Linked DNA regions of Columba livia: region 1 is linked to region 2. A link is a contact called in public Hi-C data. All regions are on one chromosome and are shown on one strand. Each heading gives the region's core, a stretch centred on a gene start, on an enhancer-like site or on the middle of the called end of the contact. The rest is flanking DNA. Distances are from core to core; before and after follow the strand shown. Region 1 overlaps SPECC1 (sperm antigen with calponin homology and coiled-coil domains 1). Region 2 overlaps CENPV (centromere protein V).

Region 1 (7,299 bases), core at 14-2,513, 200 kb after region 2:
AAAAATATCTGCTCATTTTTTCCTCCACTTTTGCTTTGTTAAAGGCAGATCCTGATCTAATTCAATGTCCTGCCCACAAACACTTCGGCTTGCGCTGCTGAGTGAGCAGCAGCCGCTACAGAGGAATGGAGCAGCAGCAAATGCCTTTGCACAGCACTGCTGGTGAGTGCTTTGTATTAAGAAACCATGACCTGAACCCTCCAGTTCAGGAATGCTGCCCCACGCTTGGCCAAAAGGCCAGGACTGACTGAGCCAAAAGAACTTCTTTCCTCGTGAATTCTCCAATCCAGAAAGAGTGGAGAAAAAGGGATCGAAAATAAACGCAAAAGGAGGTTCCTCCTCTCCTAAAACAGAGGGGAGAACTTAAAAGCTAGAGGCTTTTTTAAAAATTGTTTGCTTAATGCTAATTAACCAGTGTGCATTGCACTGGTATTCCAACTGCCTTTTGTTTACTAAAATGTGATGACCACATAATAAACCCAGTTTTATTGTTGTTTCCAGCCTGCTTCAGTGAGGGGGTGGGGAGAGGACTGCAATTTAGTTTCCACAGCTCATCCAGAGCTTTAGCTCTGCCTGGTATAGCAATAAGGGAGACAGTTCACACTGTCCTGAATAGCTGAAACTGGGAACTGGGCTGAAATCATTAAAACTATCAACGCTGGAGGAGACACATCAAGAAATGGGACAGAAGGGGAGAGAGGAAGAAATCTCATAACTTAATGAGATGTTTATCTATAAAAAGTTGCCCACTTCAAAGCAGGAAGAGCTTCAACTCCTTGGTGGGGAAGGAAAAATAAAGGGGCTTTTAATTAAAAGATCAGTCAAAGATTTTCCACAGTCAAGCAGCCTCAAAGAAACTATGTGTGGAGGAGGCTGAGAGTAATTTCTAACATGATTAGTCCATTCTTCAAACTCAACAAGGCTTTATGAAAGCAGCATTTCTCAAGATCTGGAAGATAAGGGTTGTGGAAATATCCTCAGTCTTTCAAAGAGCACTGTGTCTCCTTCCTTCTGATGCCTCCATCCTCATCCTCACCTCAGGCCTGGAGAAACACAATCAGAGCTTTGTGCCTCCCACCTTGGCTCAAGATAGATTGTAAACTCAGGACCAATGGATACCCAAACGGATATTCAGCTTTGGGTTAAGTAAAGTTGCTGCCATGTACTTTAGGCGGCCTGGAAACATATGAAATATATCTGTACATTGTTTTAGACAGTTGAAAACAGGCTGTCTTCTGCACACAGTCCTCCATTATACAAAGGTATTACCTCTGCTTTACTTCAGGAATCATATGTGGTTTTGTCTATGAGAATAAATACTCAGATACACTTTTGAAGGTCTTTCTCTTCCCTGTCTAGCAGAGAACCAGGTTCCTGCCAATGAAATCATCATTATCCACACCCTTGTAGAAACAATCCCTACAAAACTGATTACATGAGGCATAATTATATGGTATTATAAGGATTTCTACATCTTCAGTATAAATGCTGCAATGTCGAAATGCAAAAGACCTTTAGGGTGCGAAAAATACAAAGAATATCTTCCAGATGGAGGTAAGAAACCACTTTTGCATTTTACTTCGTTTGTATTAATTAAAAGAGCTTTCTATCCTTAGTACAGGATGAGATTTCTCCAGTCATTTGGACTGGTCAGAGACAGTTCAAACAGTGATGATCAGGCAGGCAATATGGTCAGTTTCTGCCTTTTTCTCTATGGCATTTCAAAAGCATTACCTTGCCATGCTCAGATTTGCTTTACACAGTCCTTTCGAAACATTTGTGCAAGATGCTTTTGCTCAAACATCCCTAAAAGAAACCATTAAGGTAAAAGGCAAGATGACCTACCTGCAAACAGGTCAAAAATAAAAGGCTGTAAGAAAACCAAATAGCCTTACAGGTTTTTCTGCCGAATTCAAGAACCCTATTGCAATGTTCCGAGGCAGAAGCCCCTAATATTTTTCCTAAGCAACTGGACAAATTCCAGCCAAGACACTAAAACTACACAGTTCTTTCATGTTGGTAACCAATGGAAGAGTGCATGTCCTTGTTTAATCCCAGTCACTGCCTATACATGCCCAGAACTGGACCCTGAAAACTCCTGTTAGCTTTACATTTTCCCAAGGGTATATTTTTCCAATCATCAAAATCAAATTAGCCTGCAAGAACTTTACCTTTAAATTGTCGTTGATAAAAATATACAGCTTGTTAATTGTGTGCTACGCAGACTGATTAAAAGGTCAGAAAACAGGAGTTCTGCTGTAATTCTATAGCCTGGGAGAACTGACCGATGAGCACAGATCACACAAGGACAGAGGACTCTGCCTCAGAACATGCAATCCACATCTATTGATGCGTATTGAAAAACATCACTGCCCCATGAATTATAGTAGATGGAACATTTCAAAAGACATCTGCGAACACATGTCTAGTTTGGATTACAGGAATTAAGTTTATGCATGGAAAATCCAGCAGTGTCTATTATCAAAGATCCTCTTTTATATAATATTTAACAATCATGCTCAAATTGCTTGGAGATACAGCATGGGAACATATCAAAAATAATGAAAGTATCCAAGATTTGTCAATCCACTAGTGGCAGTCTGTGAGAATCACAGAAAAATCAAATCAAGTCCTCTTCAAGCAATCCAGTGCCAATGAAATCAGAGAAGTACTTTGATTCAATTTTACAATTTCATGTTGTTCTGAAAGCTGCACTCCCTGTGGAAACCAGGAGATCTTATGAAGGGCAAATTAGTAACATAGAGAAGGAACTGAAAACAGAAAAAATTAGAAAAATACTTTGCTGGAATATTAGTAGAAGCCCCAAAATACAGGGCAGGTTCTGAACAGACTCCTGGCTACCCACAGGGCTCTAGCAGCAGGAAGATCAAGGTGCAGTCCTTGCCCAGATTTCTTCAGCTAGTTTTATAGCTTTAAGATCTCGAGGAGCCAAATATAACCCAAATAAAAAGCAGTAAGCTTTGTTTTTTCTCCAAGGCCAGCACTATTCCCCCCTTCTTTCACCCTTTTAGACTAATTTAATATTGTGTCAGAACAAACATAGCATCACAACCATCCATTGGCTCTTTCTTCTGCCACTGTCAAGCCAGTCGCAGCACATTAACTAAACTAATAAAACAATTGGCAACAAAATCAGCTTTTACATTTACTATCATACTAGATCTATTATCTGTAGATCCTAAAACACCACCAGTTCTAGTGTAAAAGCACAGTCTGCAGAGCTTTAACTGTAGGACAAGTTCTTGCTGATCCGCTCACTCAGTAAGATTCCCAGCAGAAGCTCCCTGCCTTCATCCAAGAATGGCTTTAATTTTCATCAGCAAACCAATCTGACACAAAATAAAATGCAAAAACCACATCCTGCTGCCTGCCATGCCCTAAGTTGTTCTTGTAAAAGCTCCGGTCCTGCCCAGAGAAAGTATTCCCACTCAGCACATCCTCCCAGCCAGCGCTGAAAACTGCTGTAAAGGCCCTTGCCTGATGATTTCTTCCATTAATTTAGCGTTCATTGACCTCTCGTCTTGGGATCAGGGGACATCAGATTATCACTTAACTCCGCCTCAAACAGATACCTTCAGAGGCGGCAAGTTAGTCATACTCACAACTGAATTCCTCTAAGAAGCCAGTCCAAATTGTGACATAGTCTCTTGGCTGTACTCGTTTCACTGGCCTGCAGAGCAGAGGAGCCTACTGCCATTTGACATCTGTTTGTCAGTATGTTTTCAGTATTTCTGAAATTATTTAATAGTGTCAGTCCAGTCAAGTCACATCACAAGACTAATCAACAGAGCTGGCCCTAACTGGCCTTGGAAGAGAGGCTTAAGCAAAGTAAAAATTACCCTCCAGGGGAAAATAAACTTCTTCAATACCAGTTTAATCAATGTGTTACTGCTCTGAAGAATGAGAGCATCTGTAAAACCCCCATGCAAGAATGACTTGTGGGAGGAAGAGGTGACTAAGGAATTAAACTATCCACTGGAGAGCAAATTGCGGTTTGCTGGCTCCACTGGGAACAAAAGGTCTACGGCTCGCTGCCCGAGCTCGAGGAGGACACGACTTGCTGTCGGTATTTCCATGCAAGCTGTTATGTGATTCATTAGCTTCACTGGCCCCTCTCTCCTCCCTCCCTCCTCCCCACACCATTATTAAACTCATCTGTTCTCTCGAGCTCTTGCTTGGCAGAAATGGTGTGCTGACATGTAACAGAGTTAAGATGAATGGCTCCCATGTTTAGAAGAAAGGAAGAGAAGCAGATGAGAGAGGCTAAAGAGAGTACCCAGAAAAGACCTGAACATACAGCCCAAAAAAGAAAGATAGAACTCACAAGAAATAATATAAGAAATAATACGAGACCCTTTATCTTGAAAGCCTGTTTTACAGACTATACATCCCACACTGAAGAACCCCATCCTCAAACATAAAATAAAAGCCCCCCTAGGCCAGGACAAAACAGACATAAGAAAACAGATCAATACTGGCTTAGCATACACACTGACATTTGATATTCTCATCCAAGCCCTGTAAACATGTTTTACAAATAAGCACAGTCCCAAAAAAAGTCTAACCCTTGGATAACCCCACCCGTCACCTTGTTCCAACTAGAGAAGTTAACATTTCCCATTCAACTGCTTCTTTAAAGAAAGTTTTTTTATGTATTGAGTCATTTTCTCCACCTCTTCCCAAAGATTTTAATCATCACCTCACCTGGAGATGTTTAGAGGATAAACAAAACCCCACCATCACCGTGTCAACCAATATCAAAGAATCTTAGGCACTCCTGTTCAGAAATAAAGGCTGCCTCACTGTTTCCAAGGCAAGCTAATATTTGAAAGGCTTCTCTCAATAAATACTGATGCACTGGAAAACATTGTATTCTTCCACACAGCTCCCATGAAAAGTTCCCACTATTTCACAGGTGCCTTGGCCCGTGTTTGTGTATCTGATGTTCCTTTAGCTTGAGGCAGCCAGACTTGGAAACAGAAAACTAACTCTACTGACAAACTGCAGCAATACTCACTACCGTTTTACATCTTTTTCTGTACTACTTTATAGGTGTTTTCATTCTAAAACCTCTACATGCTTTTAAAGATTAATATTGAGAGCACTCACAGCAGGAAAGGCAACCACTCACCCAGTTTACAAGTAGAGTTTATGCAAAAAACTGATGCAAATTTGGGTCACATACCACAAAAGTTCTTACAAATGATTGTAAAAATGGTTTAAAACAAGTTATAAAATTTAAGTCAGGAAAAGCCTGCTTGTAAGAATAATTTAAAAGGAGATGATACCGGGTATTAATTTGGTTATTCCAAAAGGACCAAAATTAGAGTACCACAGTTATTCAAGACATAGGTATTCCTGAGCGAGAGCTGAATTAAGTTCATCCAAGTAGAAACAAAGCCCAACATAGACACTTCCATGTATCACATTCTAATGTGAGAAACAAGTTTTTGCATCCTAGTTGTCAAAAATCAACACAAAATCTGCTTCAGATGTCTTTACATTATTCTGACTTCCAAAGCCAGAGCTCCCACACACAAGGAATATGTCATCAGAATTTATTGTCAGCAGTGCTGTTCCTGAAACTTTTTTCATGATTAAGCAGTTTTGAGTATGTAGTTGAATACAAAGTGCTCTGTGCTTTTCAGTCATATTCATATCTTATGAACAGTGAAGACATTAAAACAAGACTTTGTACAGCCTGCACTTAAAAACTGAGAAGAGTTTTTAACTCTTTTAACCCTTTCTCTTTCAATAAAAAAATCTAAAATAAATCACGGGACAAGAGAAAACAATGGATGAAACATTTTTTAAAAGCCACAGGGGGTCTGCACACTCATTTATCATCAATGCTAATAATAATAAGCTAATCCCACCACTGGCCTGCAAAATCAGAGCTGGTCTTCTCAAACTCTTATTAGAAGTTAACAGAGTACCTCTCCATGCCTTTAGCCATCTCCCTCTTAGTTTATCATTAGTATTATCCCTCCTCAAATGACGATAGCATGTTTAGTTCCAGCAAGACTTCTATAGCTGACAGTGGCCTGGGAAATCCAGATTTCAGAGCCCAGGGATGTAGACGGCCATACTTTCCAGCCTAAAGTTTAACTTTCCCGTAGGGCAGCATTTCTTCTGGTGACTGGATACTGGCTGCTTTTGTGTCCTTCATTAGCTTGCTGATTAACATACTGCTAGAGAGTTCTCCACTACACCCAACTGCTGTTCCAGCACTCACGGGCAGATCTACTATGAGTAGCAACGCAGCATTGTTGGCTTCTTGCTTTTCTTCACAATACCAGAAATCAGGTACATATGCATTTCTTTTAACACAATAGCCATGTATCTAATCTGAAGTTATAAAGAAATCCTGACCAAGCAATAACAACTTTAATGGGATTTTGTGAATGAAATTCCCATGGTAACAGTAAGAAGCAGAGTGCCAGGAAATACAACCAATTCCAGTTTTCTGTACCTTAGAGAGTTCTAAGATTAAACAGAAACTACAAAATAAACAGCACAAATCAGCATGCCTACTGTTTTTTCCTCATTCAGTATTTGAGAAACAAGCAAAATAAATCAAAAGGCAACCAAAACAGTACTACGGCATCAGGAACAAATTACCAGCCTTCCTGGTGCACAGTATAGACATTTGGCACAAGGGGAATTAGATATACCTGATACTAGCTCTTGGCTTTCTATAAAATCTGCTACTGATTAACATGCAAAGCATTACACTTCTGAAAGGACAATGGTGGGAAAACCTTCCACAAAGGCATCATTTTAAATTCTAAAGCCTGGAAAATTTCAGGCCTCAGGCCATGAACAATGGTAAAGGCGAACATAGCCAAGCTACAGATCCTGACAAGTTATATATGCATCACTAGATAAGCTCTGTAACTTTTTAGCTGCATCATGCAGACTGTATAAAATAATATCTCTCAGGCATTAAGGTCCCTCCCTTGTAGGCATTCTGTTCCAGCCAGCAAAGGATTTCTTTCTGAAAAGCTTCCCTAAGGACGGTGCTGCGATCTCAGGTACGGAGCAGTAACAAACAGCATTTACAAAGCACAAGATAAACAGCAGGAATTTCTCTGACAGTCTCAAAGCCATCAGCATTAGCTCTGCCAACAGCCCCTGATTCCGCTCAGGGTGACGCTGCGGTGAAAGCCCCCGAGAACAAATCCCCTTCCCCTGCAGAACAGCCCCGGGAGCCGCCGGCAGCGGCCCCGGCACGGTCCCTACAGACCTTGGTCAGGCTCCTCCGCTCGCCCAGCCTGG
Region 2 (6,926 bases), core at 1,881-4,380:
GCTTTTAAATTGAGGAATATTAGTAGTGCTGGAGTAGTTGTGGGAAAACTGTGGGGAACTGAGCTCCCAGTTCCAAGAGGGTTGTGGAGTGATAATCCCACTCGTTTCTACGTGCAGCTGTGCGGCCCGTGCTGGGGCAGCAGTCTGACCTGGGCTGGGGCACAGAAGTTCACGTTTTGTATCGCACGTGGAGTGTACTTTACTTGAACTGTTGATCTTCTTTGGTTTTTTACCATTTTAATTAAACCAGAAGAGCAATTGCTGCAGAGAACAAAAACCATTCTGTCCCTCACTCTGGCAGGTTAAAATACATTTGAGTGGATACATTTTCTTGCTCAAAGCAGAACTGAATAATATAGTATATAGCCTTACTGCTTTCTTGGCCAAAAATAAGGTACAATCACTAAACCTCTCTCTCATTTCTCTTTCCAGTGAGTACAGAGGTTTGGTCAAGCACACAGGAGGCTGTCACTGCGGAGCCGTCCGCTTTGAGGTCTGGGCTTCAGCAGATCTTCATGTTTTTAACTGCAAGTGAGGAGTGTTTATTTTGTTTTTGTTCCTTATTTGCATCAAGCTCGTATTCTTTTCCAATCAATACCTTAGAGCTAGAAGATTACACAAGTGCAGAACATCTGTTCCAGTGGGTATAGCCCTAATTATGTCCTGATCCAATGTGGGATCAGTGCTGGCGATTTCAGGAGCTGCTTCTTTGGGCAGGACTTCAGGTCTCACATCCATGCTAACACAGAACGTGTCACGAGAGATCTAACGAGTACAGGAGCTCAGCCATCTGGTTTATGTTTCCTCTAAGTGCAGTGTGCTCAAAGCACATCAGTCCTTTCTTGCTCTTCTCATGTGACCGTTACATCTCTGACCACATGTGCTTCAAACTACAACGGTGTCTGATGTCAACAGTGATCCACCTTTGCCTGGAACTAGTTTGTTCCTAGCTCATGGGTAAACTTCTGAACCTTACTTTCTTGTTTGCAAAGTTGGTGAAGTCTGGTCTGAAAGATTAAGTGGTTTTTTCCCCGACTAGAGTTTGTCCTTGTTATGTCTGTCGCAAGTTGTATATGTGAAGAAAACATGGCATATAATGTTTGGTGTATGAGAACACCTTATGGGTGAAGCTGTGTGGGGTCAGGCTGTTCCATGGGTGTGCTCAGCCAAACACTACTGATATCACAAGTCCACTTTTGCCGCTTACCTCTGTGCTGCTAATCAGGAGCCATTTTAGCTGTCAGTGGAATTTCTGTTGTCAAGAGGTCCGTGCTAGATCTGATTGCTGTATTACGGCTTGTCCGCTGCTTCTACAGAGCTCTGCTTTTTCTTTCACAGTTGCAGCATTTGCACAAAGAAACAGAACAGACACTTCATTGTCCCAGCGTCACGTTTCAAGCTGCTGAAGGTAGAGTAAGAATGCAGTAAGAGCATAGCCAGGAACATGAGCAGTGTAACCCACTGTTATCTTCAAAGATGCAAGTGGCAGCCACTTTTCTATGCTAAGTTTGTCTATGTCTGGCTGGGGGAAATGGCTGAATTTTATGCTGTTGGGTGTGTTAGTGCATCTTGACTGTTATGGACACGTGTATATACAAAGCACAGGAGTTCAGACAAGGAGCATGAATGCAGAACTCTGTATCTCAAGTAAAAACACAAAGGTGGTATTTTAAATTTTACATTTCTTAGCTCCAGGCCCACAGAAAGTAATTAGTACATCTATTTATGTGGAAAACTTACATTGCTTTTCATTTCCTTAGGGTGCTGATAATTTGACAACATACACCTTCAACACGCATCGTGCCCAGCACACATTCTGCAAGACCTGTGGTGTACAGAGCTTTTATACTCCTCGTTCTAATCCAGATGGTTATGGTAGGTAGAAAGGGTAACCAAAACTAACCACCAAGCAGACCTTGGAGAAAGACTCCACTGGCTGCTAACATGACAGCAGTGACAGCATGTGTCTTAAGAGTTTGTTCCTAAAGTGCTAAACATCTGGACCTGTAGCTCCTCAGTGTTATCTATGACCTGTGGGCTTCTGCCCATGACAGGTTCCTCACTGGAGCGCCTCAGCCTTACAGCAATAGCTGGGCTGAGCTTTTCCCATCCCGAGGTGCCCCATCCACAGAGCAGCGCGGGCATCTCCCACACTTCAGCTGTGAAAAGCAGGTTTCTGTGTGCCCTGTCTCTCTCCAGGAATAGCTCCCCATTGTCTGGATGATGGCACTGTGCAGAGCATCGTCACCGAGGATATCAATGGCAAGGAGTGGGAGAAGGCGGTGAAGGAGCACAAGAGCATCAGAGACATGTCAAAACCCTGACACAGCCTGCAGCACCTGACCGTGCAGCACTGCTGGGGAACTTAGGCCGGGTTTTCCTGGGTGAGCGCTGGCAAAATCAATCTCTACACTATTGTTATCTGTTCTCTATTTCTTAAATAAATCTTTCTATGCCACCTGTGCTGTTCGTTTATGACTTTTTTCCAAACTACCTCTGTTCCATAAACCACCTCAGGGGTGCTATTTCCGTACTTTGCCCTTAGCTGTGCTAAAGTTTAAACCACAATAAACAGAGCAAAGTACAAGAAAAAAATCTAATCTTTGCTTCCCTGTGTTTCAAATCTGGTTTATAGAAATGTCCTATATAAGATAATCTCTCGCTTAGGAGATAATACTAACTTCCACAGTTTTTTCTCCATTGACTTCAATAAATTGATGATGGATATAAAGGGGATCTGAAAGAGCTTAGCAGGCTCAAGCTCAGTAAAGCATTTGCCCAGGTGCTTAGCTGTATGCAAGAGAGGGGCCACTCAAGTTGTTCATGTGATTAAGTAGTGTTTTGCTTAAGCCTGGACTTATTCATGGTCTTAAGGCATACACTTAGGCACTGACTCATGGCCAGGGAACAGAGTTCAACACTGTCACACTCTTATAGCAATGGGCAGAGACTTCAGTACAAGCAGGAAGTTGTTTGTTGTCTTAGGAGGAGGATGTGCTGACAGCAACAGATCACGATCTGGCAGTTTGGGCTCTGACTCTGACTGTGCAATGACCAGCTGTGTAGATCCAGGAGAGATGTGAGCCCCAATCAGTGAGTGCAAAGGCCTCCAGAAATGCTGAGTAGTGCTGACTTTGCTCCACCATCACCCCACAGAAACCCAGATCACTAGTAAAATCTCTAAACAGACTAAGAAATGAAACCACTGAAAGCTGCTTCACTTACCTTTTAACAGAAGGGGAGAGGATCTTTAACTCCTGCACTTGTCTTTTACATAAGTGGAACAGCTTTTGAAACATCTCTTGCAATTTTTGTCTCTGCCTGTGTTCTATAGAAGACCCAGTTACATTCTGGGTCTCTTGTACCTCATTCTTATGTCCTGTTGAGACTCTTGTGAGTTGATCTCAAGCCCCATGTTCTGAAGCAAGAAATGCTCATGTTTCATGAGGGATGCTCCACAAAGGTGGAGCCTGCAACACAATGTATATGAAAGCAGCAGCAGTAGCAGCAAAGATCAGTGCAATTAGAGAAATTCGTATGATTTCTGATGTTTTATTCATAAGCTTTGTCTTTTTAAAGTTCTGCCTGAATAAGACAGGTCTTGTGGTTCTGGTTTTATCCATGGAGGAAGCATGATCTTTGAAAAGTTACTCCTCATATCTGGGTTTTACAAAAGCACCAAGAGACAGTTGCCAAGCAGTCCTCGCAGCTATATCCTCTTGGAGAAAAATACTCTGTGCCGTATCTTCTCTAAGGCAGAATACTCTGCATTTGACTCCTAATCAGGATAATCCAAATTTTTTATCCTATTTAAGCTTCCACAGTGAGAAAACAGAGTAGTTATTAAGCCCTGTTTATCTCAATATATCAGGTGACAAGATATTCAGAAGGAGGTTTGTACAGCCTGTTTTTTGCAGTCTGAAAGAATGCTACACAAAGAGAATCCTGTCCTCTTGAGCATGAAACAGATGAGTTTTCTTTAGTCCTTGGCCTGGCATGGTCTTTTTTTGCTCATTCTCTTACTCCTGACGCTGTGAGTGATGTCTCTTTTACAGAAGGCGGAGTGAATTGATCACCATATAACGTGAGAAAAGCATATAGACGCGGCGAAACCAGAGGAGCTGGCTGCGATGACACCGCATGGCTCTCTAGAAAGAGAAACAGTTGAGAAAGCATTAAAAGAACGTAATGTGAGGGCAGTTTCCTAGGCCTCCTTTGGGGTTCACTGCCAGTTTATAGGCCAGCCTGCTTTCCCTGAGCCGGGAAGCAGCAGCGGCAGGTAGAAGGCTGCCTGCTCTATGGGGCCACTATGTCACTGGTGTTGTGCTGCCCAGTGCACAGAGGGGTCCTGCTAGAAAGGACATTACCAGCTGCACATCAGGGCTGTGACAGTTTCTTTGTCACATGTAACTCCTCCTCCCTATGTGATCTCACGCCTGGGTGTTCACATGCTGGGGACACAGAAACCTGAGAGGTGTGCATCTGGGAATACTCTGCACGCTGCTTCCGATCATATGTTGCCAGCTGCAACTTCATCTATTTATAGTGTGCCGGCTTAGAAAGGTCAGATTTCAGAAGCAAAAAACACAAGGGAATAACGACACCTTTATCAGAGACTTTTCCACCTTTTAGCAGCCTCAAAAGCAGGAAAGTTCAGTAATTTGTGGATTAACAGGACTGTTTGCTGGGCAAGTATTTTCATGATATGGAAGGGGAGCTTATCAGATTCTGATATAGGGAACTGTAGACTAAATGTGTGAGATCTCACGCAGCAAAATTGTTCAAAAAATACACAGTAGAGAAGGGAACTTGTAAAGAGGTTTGGACCACAAGTTCAGGAGCTGTCTCCATCACAGTTCTGATCCAGGGACGCTGCTCCTGGCATGCAGTCATGTCGTCCTGTGACAGACCACTCACATGTCCAGAATATTATGTTGGATCCAGTCTCTTTTGAAATACATCCTACATCTGGACAGAGTGTAAAACTCAGTGCACTGTGACTACTGAAGATCTCTGAGCTGCAAATCTGCTCAGCCCTGTCGAGGTATCCACATAGGACATGAAGCAACCTGTCTCATCCATTCATGTTTTACAAATCACTGAAGATAGTTCATTAGTGACATTTATAATCCATGTATATAATTATATATGAAGATCTCTATGAATATAACATTTCTGACTAAGGTCTTCACAATGATGATGAGCTACTCAATCAGGTTAAGCAGGTACCACACATCTCACCCTGGCTTGTTCAGTCTCCTCCTCTGTGAGGATGAAGAGTGCATCTCTGGGCAGGAGGCAGGACAGGGGCACATCCAGGACGGAGATGTACTTCCGGAAGAGATTTACCGATTCAAGCACGAGCACACGGCACCCTAGACAGAGAAAGAGGATAAATATTTCAAACCAACAGTCTCTTTGTAAGAAAAGCCCTCCTGAAGCTCACCGACATTCACTGCAGGCCCGGAGCTGCCGGGAGATGGCGATATCCACCAAAGCCACAGCCCCTGGCCCAAGCTGCCAGGTCAGGGTGACTTTTGGCACCCCCTGTCCTAGCTGTGTCACTGCTGTACCACGTCCCTGCTCCCGTCCCACCGCAGCCTCAGCCACCCAACCCCCTGCAAGGTCACGGTGCCCGGCCCTGCCGAGCAGCAGCTGTGCAATGCCAGCTGGAAGGGCCGATGGCAGCGCCACGCTCCCTGCAGCGAGTCCCTCGGCCGTGGGGGAATGCAGGCAGCTGTGTGACCAGCGTGGCCTGTGTCCCTCCCAACTGCCAGCCCGAGCTCCCGTCTCGCTTGCGTCCACCTTGACAAGTGACAGATGGAGCAGTTGCTGTTTAGCTGCCATAAAGTTTCAGCTTGTTACTACAAACGATGCTCTGCAGTGACAAGTGCCACAGCTGCACATGGAAGTGCCTCGATGGTTCTTTTACTCCCTCTAAAGACATCCCTTGTTTCCAAGTAGCAAACTTGGAAGCAAACTCGTGATGTGCCATGAGAAGGAGATCCACTCTTCCCCACCTTCTCTGCAGGGATCTGCTGGGCTGCTCAGCAGGGGGCTGGTTCCAGAGAAAAGAATTTGATTGTGCTGCACAATGGCACAGCTGAGGAAAGGAACAGATACGGATCTCCTTGCTCTTGCAGTCAGCATTCCCACTGGCCACCTGTTTGCTTTTCAGTGCTTACTGGGGAGGACAGGGCTAGAGCAAATATGGGGCAATGGGTCTCATCGTTCCTGGATGCCACATGAATTCCTACTCCTAATGATGGAGAGGTCTGGTGCAGGGTTACCCAGCACCAACATTTGAGGCTTGGGCTGCTCTGTTAACAAAATACACTCTCCCTTTCTTCATAAGTTTTTCCCTAAGAAATACTAATTCATGCAGCAATTATGCCCTTTTGTTCCCCAAAGCTCAGCAATAAGGGCTTAAAACAACTGCAAGTGCCTTCAGTATTGATCGCTCTGACCTCCTGAGACCTGTCGGTCAGATCAGGCGAAGCAATGGCATTCAAGCCTCACCGGACAAAAGGCGCTGTAAGAGCCTTCCGTGTTCGTGATATGACAAGGATCTCCACCTGCTGACAGCAAAGGCTGCTTTGCACGGGAACATGAGATGAAATGAAGCAGGGAAGGAATGTACAATCCTGGGTGAGATGGAAAAGGGTTCAGAGAACAGGCTGCTCCCTGCCAAGCAGGGTAAGAGAAGTGCTGCCATTCATGAGTCCACTCCTGTGACACCAGCAGGTGAAGCTTTTCCTAGCCCGTGGTGACTGTGACCTGGGCAGGACAGGATTAACAGTGTAATACAACCTCTCTAGGGTGGCAGAAAGGGCAAAATCAATATAGCTCGTGGATTAGGCCTAGAATAGAAGCACGTGAAGCCTGCAGCCTGTTCGGCTTGGCTTTCTTCTTCCAAATCACTTATG

Evidence for each region. A called contact is a pair of places that touch in the nucleus more often than the background predicts.
Region 1: a contact with region 2 is called in a Hi-C map of crop, with 2.3 times the contacts expected there. The contact joins two enhancer-like sites.

What each region holds. Positions count from the first base shown.
Region 1 is chr20:3,758,113-3,765,411 of bColLiv1.pat.W.v2, forward strand. The region is part of intron 3 of SPECC1 (sperm antigen with calponin homology and coiled-coil domains 1); the gene reads right to left. Among named protein-coding and RNA genes, the nearest start is that of SPECC1, 31 kb to the right of the region's middle. Within about 2 kb of position 1,264, at least 1 of the 3 cell types and tissues checked has an H3K27ac peak away from gene starts, as active enhancers do.
Region 2 is chr20:3,557,576-3,564,501 of bColLiv1.pat.W.v2, forward strand. It overlaps CENPV (centromere protein V), which reads left to right. Exons shown (of 5, transcript XM_065036395.1): 2 at 433-531; 3 at 1,339-1,408; 4 at 1,761-1,875; 5 at 2,200-2,458. The coding sequence ends at 2,324. PIGL (phosphatidylinositol glycan anchor biosynthesis class L) reads right to left here. Exons shown (of 9, transcript XR_010467266.1): 8 at 5,242-5,375; 9 at 3,537-4,148. Among named protein-coding and RNA genes, the nearest start is that of CENPV, 4.3 kb to the left of the region's middle. Within about 2 kb of position 3,131, at least 1 of the 3 cell types and tissues checked has an H3K27ac peak away from gene starts, as active enhancers do.